2 separate regions of the Zea mays genome follow, and region 1 is linked to region 2. A link is a contact called in public Hi-C data. All regions are on one chromosome and are shown on one strand. Each heading gives the region's core, a stretch centred on a gene start, on an enhancer-like site or on the middle of the called end of the contact. The rest is flanking DNA. Distances are from core to core; before and after follow the strand shown. Region 1 holds the start of LOC100384299. Region 2 holds the start of LOC100285725 (ABA-responsive protein).

Region 1 (5,376 bases), core at 1,893-4,392, 210 kb after region 2:
GTGGCTGATTTGGTTCAGTTTGAGGCTTCAAATGAGGTAAGACTTGCTGTTTATTTCAGTTTCGTTCAATTTCAGGCTTCAAATGAGGTAAAACATGCTCTTTCTTCATATATAAATGTTATATTGTCTATATGAAGCCATTATATAGGCAAAACAGCCACTATATTGGCAAGTCGACGACTAGTCGACTGACTTATCGACTAGTCACCAAGTCGGTACCTTGTCGACTCGACTTATCGACTTGAAAACCTTGGATGAATTTATTTCTGGTCAGTTAGACTGAGTCATAGAGCCTAGTTAAGGCCAAGAGACCGATTACCGACTAATTGCAGTTAAACGTTCAAGGGACAACTTGATAGCATTGGATAAAGAGTTGGGTGCAAAAAATGAATAGTTACTGCCTCAGGACGGAGTGAGCAACCTAAATAACGAAATCAGTATATCTGCATGTATGGGTTTTACCACAAGGATTCTGAATCATGATGCAGTGAACATACAATTCTGTTTCCAAAATTATCTAAAGCCAGTTAGTAAGATGCAAGGATCAGCTTAGTGCAGCAAGATAACACACTTGTACTTAAATGTGCAATATGCTCCATATATATAAATCTAACTCCAAATAAAAGAAAAGATCAGGAGAAAACAAGTGACCACTACAGCCATTCAATAGTTATGCAGCAAAATTGCACCAGCTCAGAGGTAGTGTGTTCAGGGGAAAGAAAAACGATCTATAAAATGCAATAGAACAGATTAATAGAATGCTCATAAACTTGACAAAAGCACACTTGTGATTTGTGAAGTAACAAGACTAGGTTGACAAATGGTGATTTTCTTAAAGATCAGTTAAATGGACCTAAATCCAGGTTTGCCAAACATACGAGGACCTAAATCTAGGTTTCCCAAACATACGATTTCAGTGACGCCATGCATCTATCAAATCAAACAAGTGGCCATTAACACTGATCCCACCAAGAAAGAACTCTACACTTGTGGCTGCACTGTATCGTAGAACAATATTCAGTGCAAACCACTTCAATGAAATTGTAAAAAACCATAGAAAAATATAATTAGGAGTCTAAGATAAAACTGAAACACTGTACATCCAATAGTGCATTGAATGGATGTACACTGCCAATTTTGAGATTCAAACTCTACCTAAAAATTCATACGAAAATAACATGGTTCAGGTGCATATGCACTGAAGACAATTCCACTTGAAATTTGTTTTCAGTATGAGTTTTTACAAAAATGTATTTGAATCGCGATTTTTGTGGCTATGTACATCTATACATGCAGTATGGACCAGCACCATTTCAATATTTTTGAAAGCTCCTAATTATGTTTATCTAGGGGTTTTTCAATATTCCACCGAAGATGTGGTTTACACCAAACACTTTTCCATGTATCATATATATGTCACATGTGGGCATGTGTAATGGAAGAGTTTTTGCCAACATGTTTAGACACTAATCTGCAACAAGCTACACCCAAGAATCACACAAGTTTCAATTAAAAAAATCAAGGGATTAACAGGGGAACATCAGGGGCAAATATTGAAGCTTGCAAAAGTAAGATTCAGGCAGGAGCAGGAGAAATCAAGTATTAGAGCAGAAAACAAAGAGTGCAGTAGAGCAGTGAACTGGGGATGCTATTGGTAGTGAACGATCCTGAGTGCTTGCAGCACCAAGCTTCATAAAAGGAAGCACACTGAAGAAAAAAAGATAGAAGAACTGTTTTGTGAAAAAGTCACATGTTGGGGAGGGGTAGACGGCTTGGGTTGTCAGCAACACCAGCCTCTAAGTAGGCATTTTTTCAACCCGCTTTTTCTATTCCTTAAATGCACCCAGTATTTCTAAATACTCCTAACGTTTCGCCCAATGCGTTGCCTTTCCTGCTCCGTCCATATCAACCTTTTTTATTCGAACTCAGTCAACCGATGCAGGATGCAAGCAATGATCCAATCGTATCCTAGCTAGAAACCTAATCTTCCAATCATAACGTGATGTGATCTTGTGGCGCACGCACATCACTACATGGGCAACACAGCCGCCACGCCAGCATTCGTGTCATCAATCGGCAACCCTGACCATCAACTGCTCATCGCCAAAGAGGTCCAGATGGTGGTTCGATCATCACAGGGGCAGGCAAGGACATCATCAACTTCCTCCTTGGCATCATCGCCATGCTCATAGGCGGCAGCGTCAAGCTCGAGAGCATCTACACTAACTTGCTATTCCAGTTCTAGATTAGGGTCTTCATTTGCTTGTATGATAACATTATGGTATCTTACTACCAGTGTTTAAAAGGTGACTAGGCGTCCAGGCGAGTGTTGGCCTAAACGCCACTGTTTCCAAGGCGAGCTAGGTACACCTGAACGCCGCGGTGACGCTTTGAAACACCACTGCTTAAGACTGGTTTGTGATCCAAGGGATCCCCTGTGTTGCAAACAAGTTAACATAATGATGAGCTATTTTGTATTAACCAACGAATTACGTTTCACGATGTAACAACTCTGACAGGTGATCGCAATGACCCTACGTCCGTATGGGAGCGTGCAAATTAATATATCTCTGCTTTTTGTTTGCTATGTCGTTATATCCATAATCACTAGTGCATTTTCACAAACTATATCTGTGGTGCCAACTTGCGTAAGGGCGCGCCATAATCACTAGTTGGGAAAACAAGCCAAAGATTCAGGAAGCATCAATCGAACCAAAATGAACCAGAACCACGAATGGGTCGGGGACAAAAAAGAAAGGGAGCCCATGAGGTCTCCCCATAACGCTGCACAGAACGTAAAAGAGAAGGATGGTAGCCGACCTGCCAGAGCCGCTTGAGGCGCTTCTTGGCGTTGTTCTTGCGGGTGGTGGTGAGCTTGATGCGCTTCCACAATAGGCCCGGGGAATCGTTCCGCTTGACCACCTCCAGCGCCCGCGTCGCCCAGAAAGCGCCCCCCACCATGCCCCCGCCTGCCATCGCTGCTGGATCGGTTGGCCTCTTCTTCCTCTTGTTTATCGCGTGTCGGCGCTGGCGGCGGCGGCGCTCGGAGACGGGAGTGAGCAGGACGGGAGAAGGGTTTTCGAAGGGTTTGGGCTTCGGCCTTCGGCCTTCGTCGGCCTACGGATAACGAATTACGGGTATTGGGCCCTGACCGCGTAATCCAAGGGCTGCCCGATCCAGACTAAGCCTGAAAAGGTCTAGTATGATTGAATTTCAGATCGGGCTGGTTCTTAATTATTAGGGGCCGTATCGGGACTGCCCTTGGGTTTAGATCTCGATTCGTGGACGTTATGGTTAAACGTGCCAGATCTATTTTGTGCGGTTCGAAATTGTAAAAAAAAATCCAATATCAAATTCTAGCCTAAAAATCATATAGAGCTCAAAATTCATATCAAAACTGAAATTCAGTTCGAAATTCATCATAAAGCCCGAAAACCAAAACACATATATAATTTAAAAGATATTAACATTTCAAGTTGTATAATTTAAAAAAAAACAAAGAACATGAAACCAATGGGAGTGAACACCTCATCTGCGTGATTAAGGGCCCGTTTGGCAAAGCTCCAGCTCCTGCTTCTTTAGCTCCAGATCCTGATTCTCGTGAGAAGCTGATCCTCCTGATTCTCCTAGAGAATCAGAATCATTTTTAAAACCGTTTGGCAAGTAAACTGATTTTTGTCTACTTTACCCTTTGCAGTTCAACTTTGTTACAAACCAATAAGTAGGATGCATATACAGAAAAAAAATCATGAAAAAATAACATATAAAATATTTTTATCATAGTAGTGCATAAAATGGTCTCAAATGTTTAGTCCATAAATTGGCTCGTTATGTTTTTGTCCAATAGCAATTGCGGGTAATTTCGATCAAACTTTAAGGGGAGGTCCATATTTGGTTGGTTGAGGAGCTGTTTTAAGGGAGGGTGGAGCAGGTTTTTTTAGATCCCACCTTTCTTCACAAAAACGACTCCCAATCTTTTGGCTCCACACGAGAATCAGTTTAAAAAAATACCCGTTTGGCACGGCTCCTCCAGATCCTCGCTTAGAATCAGGAGCTGGAGCTGTGCCAAACGGGCCCTAAGTATGCTGCTAGCCAAATTAGAGCTCATAATTTCCATGATCAGACACGGATGACCAAATGAATATGGGTCTCTTCGTGTCTGTATATGGGCTATTTTGTGTCTCTGTAAACGGATCGTGCTCGTGCCCGCCCGTAGACCGTGACCTCGGTCTAAGCACAACCTGATGCATAATTTTGGGTCGGTCCGATCCAAAATTATTTCGAACGGAACCTTGCTTGGACAGTGCTTTTTTGTGTGCTTTAGACCAGTCCACCATATCTGTACTAACTATTAAGGGGGCAGTGTAGACTGCCCCCGCCTACGAATTCCACCCGCCGCTCCGCCTCCCCCGCCGCGAAACCAGCCATCACCCGCACGCCCTCACGAAACCAGCCATCGCCCGCTGCGCTTCAAGCACAGCGATGTCGCGCTTCAAGCACCGCGAATCCCGCGCCTCCCCCGCGGCGAATCCCACCCGCACGCCCGCCCGCACCTCAAGCACCACGAATCTCGCGAATCGCCCGCCGCTCCTCCAGCTCCGCGAACCGCCAGCCCGATGAGCTCTTCCACAATGGCCAGATCTGGCGCTCACCCTGCCCCCACTCCCGGATCTCGACCCCGGAAGCGACGACGACGAGGACTGCGTGGGCGGCCGCGCCTCAAGCACCATGAATCCCGCGAATCGCCCGCCGCTCCTCCAGCTCCGCGAACCGCCCGCCCGACGAGCTCTTCCACAACGGCCAGATCCGACCGCTCACCCTACCCCCACTCCCGGATCTCGACCCCGGAAGCGACGACAACGAGGACTGCGTGGGCGGTCGCGCGCCGACGCGCGGTCCATGTCCCCGCTCCACAGCTCGTCATCGCGGCTCAAGCTAATCAATGCGCTCGTCGTCCCGGCGCCGGATCTCGGCCCCGGCCCCGATGCGACAGGAACGCACGGGGAGGCAGCCCCGCCGGTAACCGCCTCGTCCCGCTCATCCTCCTCCACGTCCTCCTCGTCCTCGTCGGGCACGTCGTCAGCGCGCGGGTCCCAGCGCTAGGTGTTCATCAGGGACATGCTCCTCCATCGCAGCAAGAGCGAGCCAGGCAGCGACGCCCACGCGCACGACGCCCCCGGGGCGCCCGCCGCTAGCAAGCCCGAACGAGCCTGGTCGTTCTCCTCCCATTTGCCCATTAACAAAAAGGTCAAGAAACTGGGTGGCCTGAACTGGCTGGACGATTTTCAAACTGGTTTCTGGATTTGTAACCTTGACAAAAAAAACTATTAATTACTATTAGCACCGATTGGTATTCATTATCTTATTGTTTCCAGC
Region 2 (5,544 bases), core at 1,427-3,926:
AGGCCGAAACGCTGCCAGATGGGGCGCATGATGATATCTCTAATATCTTCTCGTGCCTTCAAATCATTTTTCACATAGAACCATTCCTTCATCCAGTCTCCGGGCCATCTCTTTCGAAAGGTTGGCACGGAACAGCTTGACCCAGATCGAGCACCAAAGCTATAGCATCCAAAATTGTTATGATATTGTTCTTTACCCCAGGGTTTCGTCTCATATAATAGCTCATGCATATTGCAGAAACTTTTTGCATTTGGCTCCAAACCTTGGCTCTTCACGGCCCATACAAAGATTCCCATCCTTATGATTGCTTCGGGAGTAATTTGATGAAGGCAGATTTCAAATATCTTCAAAAATTCAACCACGAAACTGCTCTGAGGAAACCGAAGCCCAGCCTTGAAGAAGCTTCGGAAGATCACGACTTCATTTTCCTCGGGAGTAGGACAAGTTTTCTCTCCTTCGTCAGCCCTCACAATAGACAAATCCCGAAAATATCTACCTCTCATATTGGCAAGATGGCTTTGTTTAATGGTTGATTTTTCAAAAACTGCATGGCTTGGCCGCCAGGGTCGATCTTCCGAGTCTTCCCCCCCCCCCACTTTCGGCATCATAATTATCACTATCATCAGTATCTTCAGATAAACCTTCCAAAATTTCCCTTGTAATCTTTTCTGTATTTGTCTTTGATATTGATTCAAGAAAGCCAAGATTCTTCTCCTCAAGAAGGCTCAGCTTTGTTTCAGCAACAACTTTCTTATCTTCAGACATCTTCGGAAACGCTAAAAACCGCTTTTTAAGCCGAAGCTTAAAAAACTTACAAATTAAGCAAGTCTTGTTGCGCAGGAGCTAAAAGTTGAGTAAGCAAGAGCAGATGGCAAAGAAAGCGTACCAAATGACATTGCGGTGTGCTCTTATTTATACATCTGGCGCATTGAGAACAGGAGGGCCCCGCTTGACATTGATTGTTGCTATTCTAGCAAGAGGAAGATGTTTTTTCGGACCTTCGGCTTAGGGCCTTCGTCCATATCACAATCTGAATTTATTATCCTAACAAATTAATATTGCGAGGGGCTACTGTTTGGGGGCCTTCGGCTTCTGAAGGTCCTCAAAAATGTGATTTGACAATGTTTCTGGAGTATAATACATGAGCAGGTACCTTCGGACACAAACCCTTCGGACAAGTCAAAATTGTTGTATGAAGAAACACAAAGAGAACGAAGGATGGAACAGAGCCGAAGCTGTGCGCAAGAAAGCTTCGGCATGAAGGCAGAAAAGAGGAAACCGACTTAAAGAGGAAAAGACTATTTAGACACCGATAGATTACTATAGAGTTATTATCAAAAGCAAAGGGCCTGGATGTAATTTTACATGGGCTGCGACCCGTGCCTATAAATAGGTGAACAGTACTCTCGTACTGTTCACGCTGACTTGGCATTTGCTTTTGCATCACGCTTGTACTTTTACCTTCTTTCAAGTCAAAGGTATATTTGTAACCCATCATCATTCCTATTCTTCTATAGCAATAAAATAAAAATGAGTTGATAATAATACATAACTATTCATGTTATCTTTTATATTCCATGTAATTCCCTTTTCATTATGATATGTAATATTTATAAATGTATGTCCTTCATAACTTTCGTCCGAAAATCATTATATCTCAAGGGAAATAATGCTTCGAAGGACGAAGGACTTTAATATTTAACGTTTTCTGTGTTGCCTTGTTCTTAACTCTTAGTATTTGAGAACAAGTCCCCAACAGTGATCTATCGTCAATCTATTGAAAAGCGGATTTTAGCCTGGATTACATAGCCATATAATCAAACAGTGGTTGCGATGAACCAAGCAAAGTTGTCTAAGGACCCTGCTCTCAATAACTGCAAGCTGTCGCTTACTTGCCCCGCTCCGATTTGAATCTATGATCTTAACTTTTTTGGACAGATAGGCGTGCTTCCTGATGAAATGAATGGATATCTGATGCTGCATTCCCAACTCTCGAATCAAGCTCTTCGGCTATCCTTGAAAACAGCAATTAGTCTCTAGGCAATTCCTTACTTGTGAATTCGTATGTGTAAACTTCACTTCCTAGGGTAATACCAGAGAGTGTAGCACAAGAGAGTGGTACCGCTGTTTAAATAGAAGAGCTCGAGGAGGGAGATTAATAAAAATAGTCAGCGAACAAAAATACATATATAGACGCCTCGGCCAAAAAGATTGCAACCGCACAAATGGAAAAGTGCACCAAAATTCTCGCGCGCCAACGGATTAACCAGCAACCTCAGCTCTTAGCACAACCGACACAACCATCTGAGCATTCAAGTGATTTAGTTTTAGATGGACCCGATGACGTATTTAATAATGGTATACACTGAAAAATTACCATGCAATTAATTACTTCTTGTATCATAAATGATATCCTAAACGACCTTATTTTTTAGTACGAACGGAGTACTTGTTCAGGGACACGTGCACCTATCTGGAACGGAGCGAGTAGGATACGTCGAACACGTTGTCTCCACGCCGAAGAATCCCGCTCTCCAGTTCTCCACTGCCTACGTAATCCTACCGCCGCGTGTACCGCGCCTCGAAGGTTCTTGCTCCCGAAGGCACCGGCCGACGCGTCACCGCACTGCACCGCACCGGCTATAAAAACTTTCCCTTCTCGCCGCCCGTCCCGCCAATCAGCCCCATCACTCTTCCGTCGTGTCTTCTCGCGCTTTCCACTCCCAACGAGATCCATCACCCCCAACCTCTGTAAGCTTCCCTTGACGTCGTCGTCGTCATCCATGGAGAGCAAGGACGGTACCCACGATCCCGCCACGACGGCCGCGCCACCGGCCGGCGCGCCGCAGCCCGCGATGCCTTCCGCGGAGACGGCGCGGTGGGGCACGCGGCAGATGGGCCCGCCGGCGGCCCCCGGGGCGCACCCGGAGAACCAAGAGGCGGCGCGGTGGACGGCCGCGCGCGGGGACCAGGAGCTGCCGCCGTACGTCATCATCGGTGAGCCCGTGGCGGCGCCGCCGCCGCCACAGCATAGGGGCAAGGGGGACAGCCCCATGGAGCACATCCTCGACTTCTTCAACACCTGGAGCCGCAAGGCCGAGGAGCTGGCCTCCAACATCTGGGTCAATCGTAAGTTCGGATCCTATGCTTTTGTTTCGGTTGGTTGGAGCAGAGGATGCTCTGTTTTGCTCGTCCCCTGATCAGAGACAAGAGGCACTGAAATCTTTGCTTTGTTGTTCTACGTGGCACTATTAGACGATGCATTTCCTAAATCTACCAATATCAGCCGATTCTAAGCTAGAGTTAGCTATTATATAGATAACAGAATATACATATAGCAACTTACGCAAATGTCAGCAGAAACTCACGGATTAACCTTGAAATTGAAATTCAACATTTGAGCATGTAGTAATTTAAGCTCTTAAGTTGGTCATTATTCATTAGGCTCAATACAACTCGGATCGATATCGACCACAACTGTTAGATCGGTTTGTCCGATCGATAGGTAGGTCTACGACCATCTATTCAGAGCCAAATAGATTGGTTGTCTATTCAGAGCCAGATAGATTGGTTACAGACAACCGTATTGAAGAACCTGTTGATAATGATCGACTTTAGTGGTGTCAACTGGCTATTTTTTTAACCATTAAAAATGTTAAACAATCCGTAAAACAGGTTTTTTAAAAAAAACTAGAATATAATCTATAAATTAGATTTTATTTATGGATTATTTATTATTTATTTTTATATTTAAGTTATGCAGTTTTATTTATGGATTATGTATTTTTTATTATATTTGAGTTATATAATTTTAAATTGTTGGTATATAACTAAATGTCGGTAAAAGAAATTTGAAAACCTGGCGATGAGCTGAATAAAAACCAATGTGTAAAAGCTATACACATACACTTAAGTTTTATGATAGACTAGGAAAGTGTTGTTACGATTTTTATTTATGTTTTAAGTATAGAATACAGAACAAATATAAGTATTTTGTTGGCTAGATGGGTGTAAATTTGAGGTTTAAAGCCAACAACCATAATTTGAATCTCTATTTGTATATGATTTTAGCATTTTTTATTATTTAAACGTAGAGGAGCACAACAACGGTTTAAACCGTAGAACAAGAAAACTGACTATTTAATATAGTAGAGATATAAACGGTTCATTTGACCCTTGTAACTAGATTCATTTAACAATGCAGCACTGTATTTTCTATGATGATGCGGAAATATGAATGCTGCCAAGCCTTTTTTTACTTTCGAAAAGAACACACTTCCATCTTGTCTCTAAATTCTGCTTGTTGATTTTGAAATCTAATCTATGCCTCCTCATCTAGTCCACCTTGAAAAGTAGTTCTAGGGTACTTGAATGCTGGGAAGTGGTAAGGTCAGGTCATGGGCTCATGGCAAACCTGCTTACTCTTCTACTCCACCTTAAACAGTACTACAGTAGTAGTTCTAAGGTACTTAAATGCTGAGAAGTGGTAAAACGAGGTCATTGCTGACACACTAATTAAACCACATGCTAATAAGGTCAAAAGCGAATATCTGTGCCCATTTGGTGATTTATTTTATGGTGAGGGAATTAACCCAGCTCATTTCCTGTAGCCTTAATCAAACTGTTGACCCAGGCCAGGTGCTGGGGCCTGGGCAGCACATTTGACGTGTGTTTGTTTGTTGTACATGTTCCAGTGAAGGCCGCGCCATCCATGTCGGACGCCGCGATGGGGAAGCTAAGCCTCGGCGCGAAGGCGCTGTCGGAGGGCGGCTTCGAGAAGCTGTACAAGCAGACGTTCTCGTCCAGCCCCGACGAGCACCTGAAGAAGACGTTCGCTTGCTACCTCTCCACGGCCACGGGGCCCGTCGCCGGCACGCTGTACCTGACCAACCTGAACGTCGCCTTCTGCAGCGACCGCCCGCTCTCCTTCGCCGCGCCGTCTGGCCAGACCGCCTGGAGCTACTACAAGGTATGGTATGGATCGGTGTCGCATGCATGGGCGCGTACGTCGTCGTCAAAATGAAGGAGACGAGTGGCCGTAGAGATCGATGAGAGACATATGAGTCACTCACGCTTTGCTTCTCGTGCTGCATGCAGGTTATGATCCCCCTTGGCAAGATCGCGACGGTGGAGCCGGTGACGATGAAGGAGAGCCCGCCGGAGAAGTACGTCCACGTCGTCACCGTCGACTCCCACGACTTCTGGTTCATGGGCTTCGTCAGCTACGACAAGGCCGTGCACTACCTCGTCGAGGCCGTCTCCCAGCGCGGCGTCGCCACTGCCGGCGGCAAGTGATGAGGCGACGCCGCTCCGGAGACTGGGCGTTCGGCACCCGTCGTCGTGTATATATAATATAGCTGATGGCTCTGCCTGTGCATTACTCGTGTTCTGCTACTACTAGCACTACGATGGTGTCCCGGCGTGTGTTTGAATGTTCTCAGTGTGTGTGTGTGTGGCACAGATGCGCCACTGCTATTCTATGCACTTGTGAGTATTATGCTAGCTTTCACGGACTCGTCGAGAAACGAGAGTGAAGTTCTTCCT

What was found. Hi-C and Micro-C count contacts between places; a contact is called where the count stands out from the background.
Region 1: a contact with region 2 is called in a Hi-C map of leaf, with 8 times the contacts expected there. The contact joins the promoter of LOC100384299 here to the promoter of LOC100285725 in region 2. A contact is called at or near these places in 5 of 25 Hi-C or Micro-C datasets (bundle sheath, ear, leaf and 1 more).

What each region holds. Positions count from the first base shown.
Region 1 is chr10:14,453,370-14,458,745 of Zm-B73-REFERENCE-NAM-5.0, forward strand. LOC100384299 reads right to left here and starts at 3,143. Exons shown (of 3, transcript XR_559901.4): 1 at 2,821-3,143. LOC103640880 (protein EXECUTER 2, chloroplastic) reads left to right here and starts at 5,302. Exons shown (of 4, transcript XM_008664336.3): 1 at 5,302-5,376.
Region 2 is chr10:14,243,495-14,249,038 of Zm-B73-REFERENCE-NAM-5.0, forward strand. LOC100285725 (ABA-responsive protein) reads left to right here and starts at 2,677. Exons shown (of 3, transcript NM_001158616.2): 1 at 2,677-3,129; 2 at 4,695-4,969; 3 at 5,098-5,543. The coding sequence starts at 2,784. The coding sequence ends at 5,295.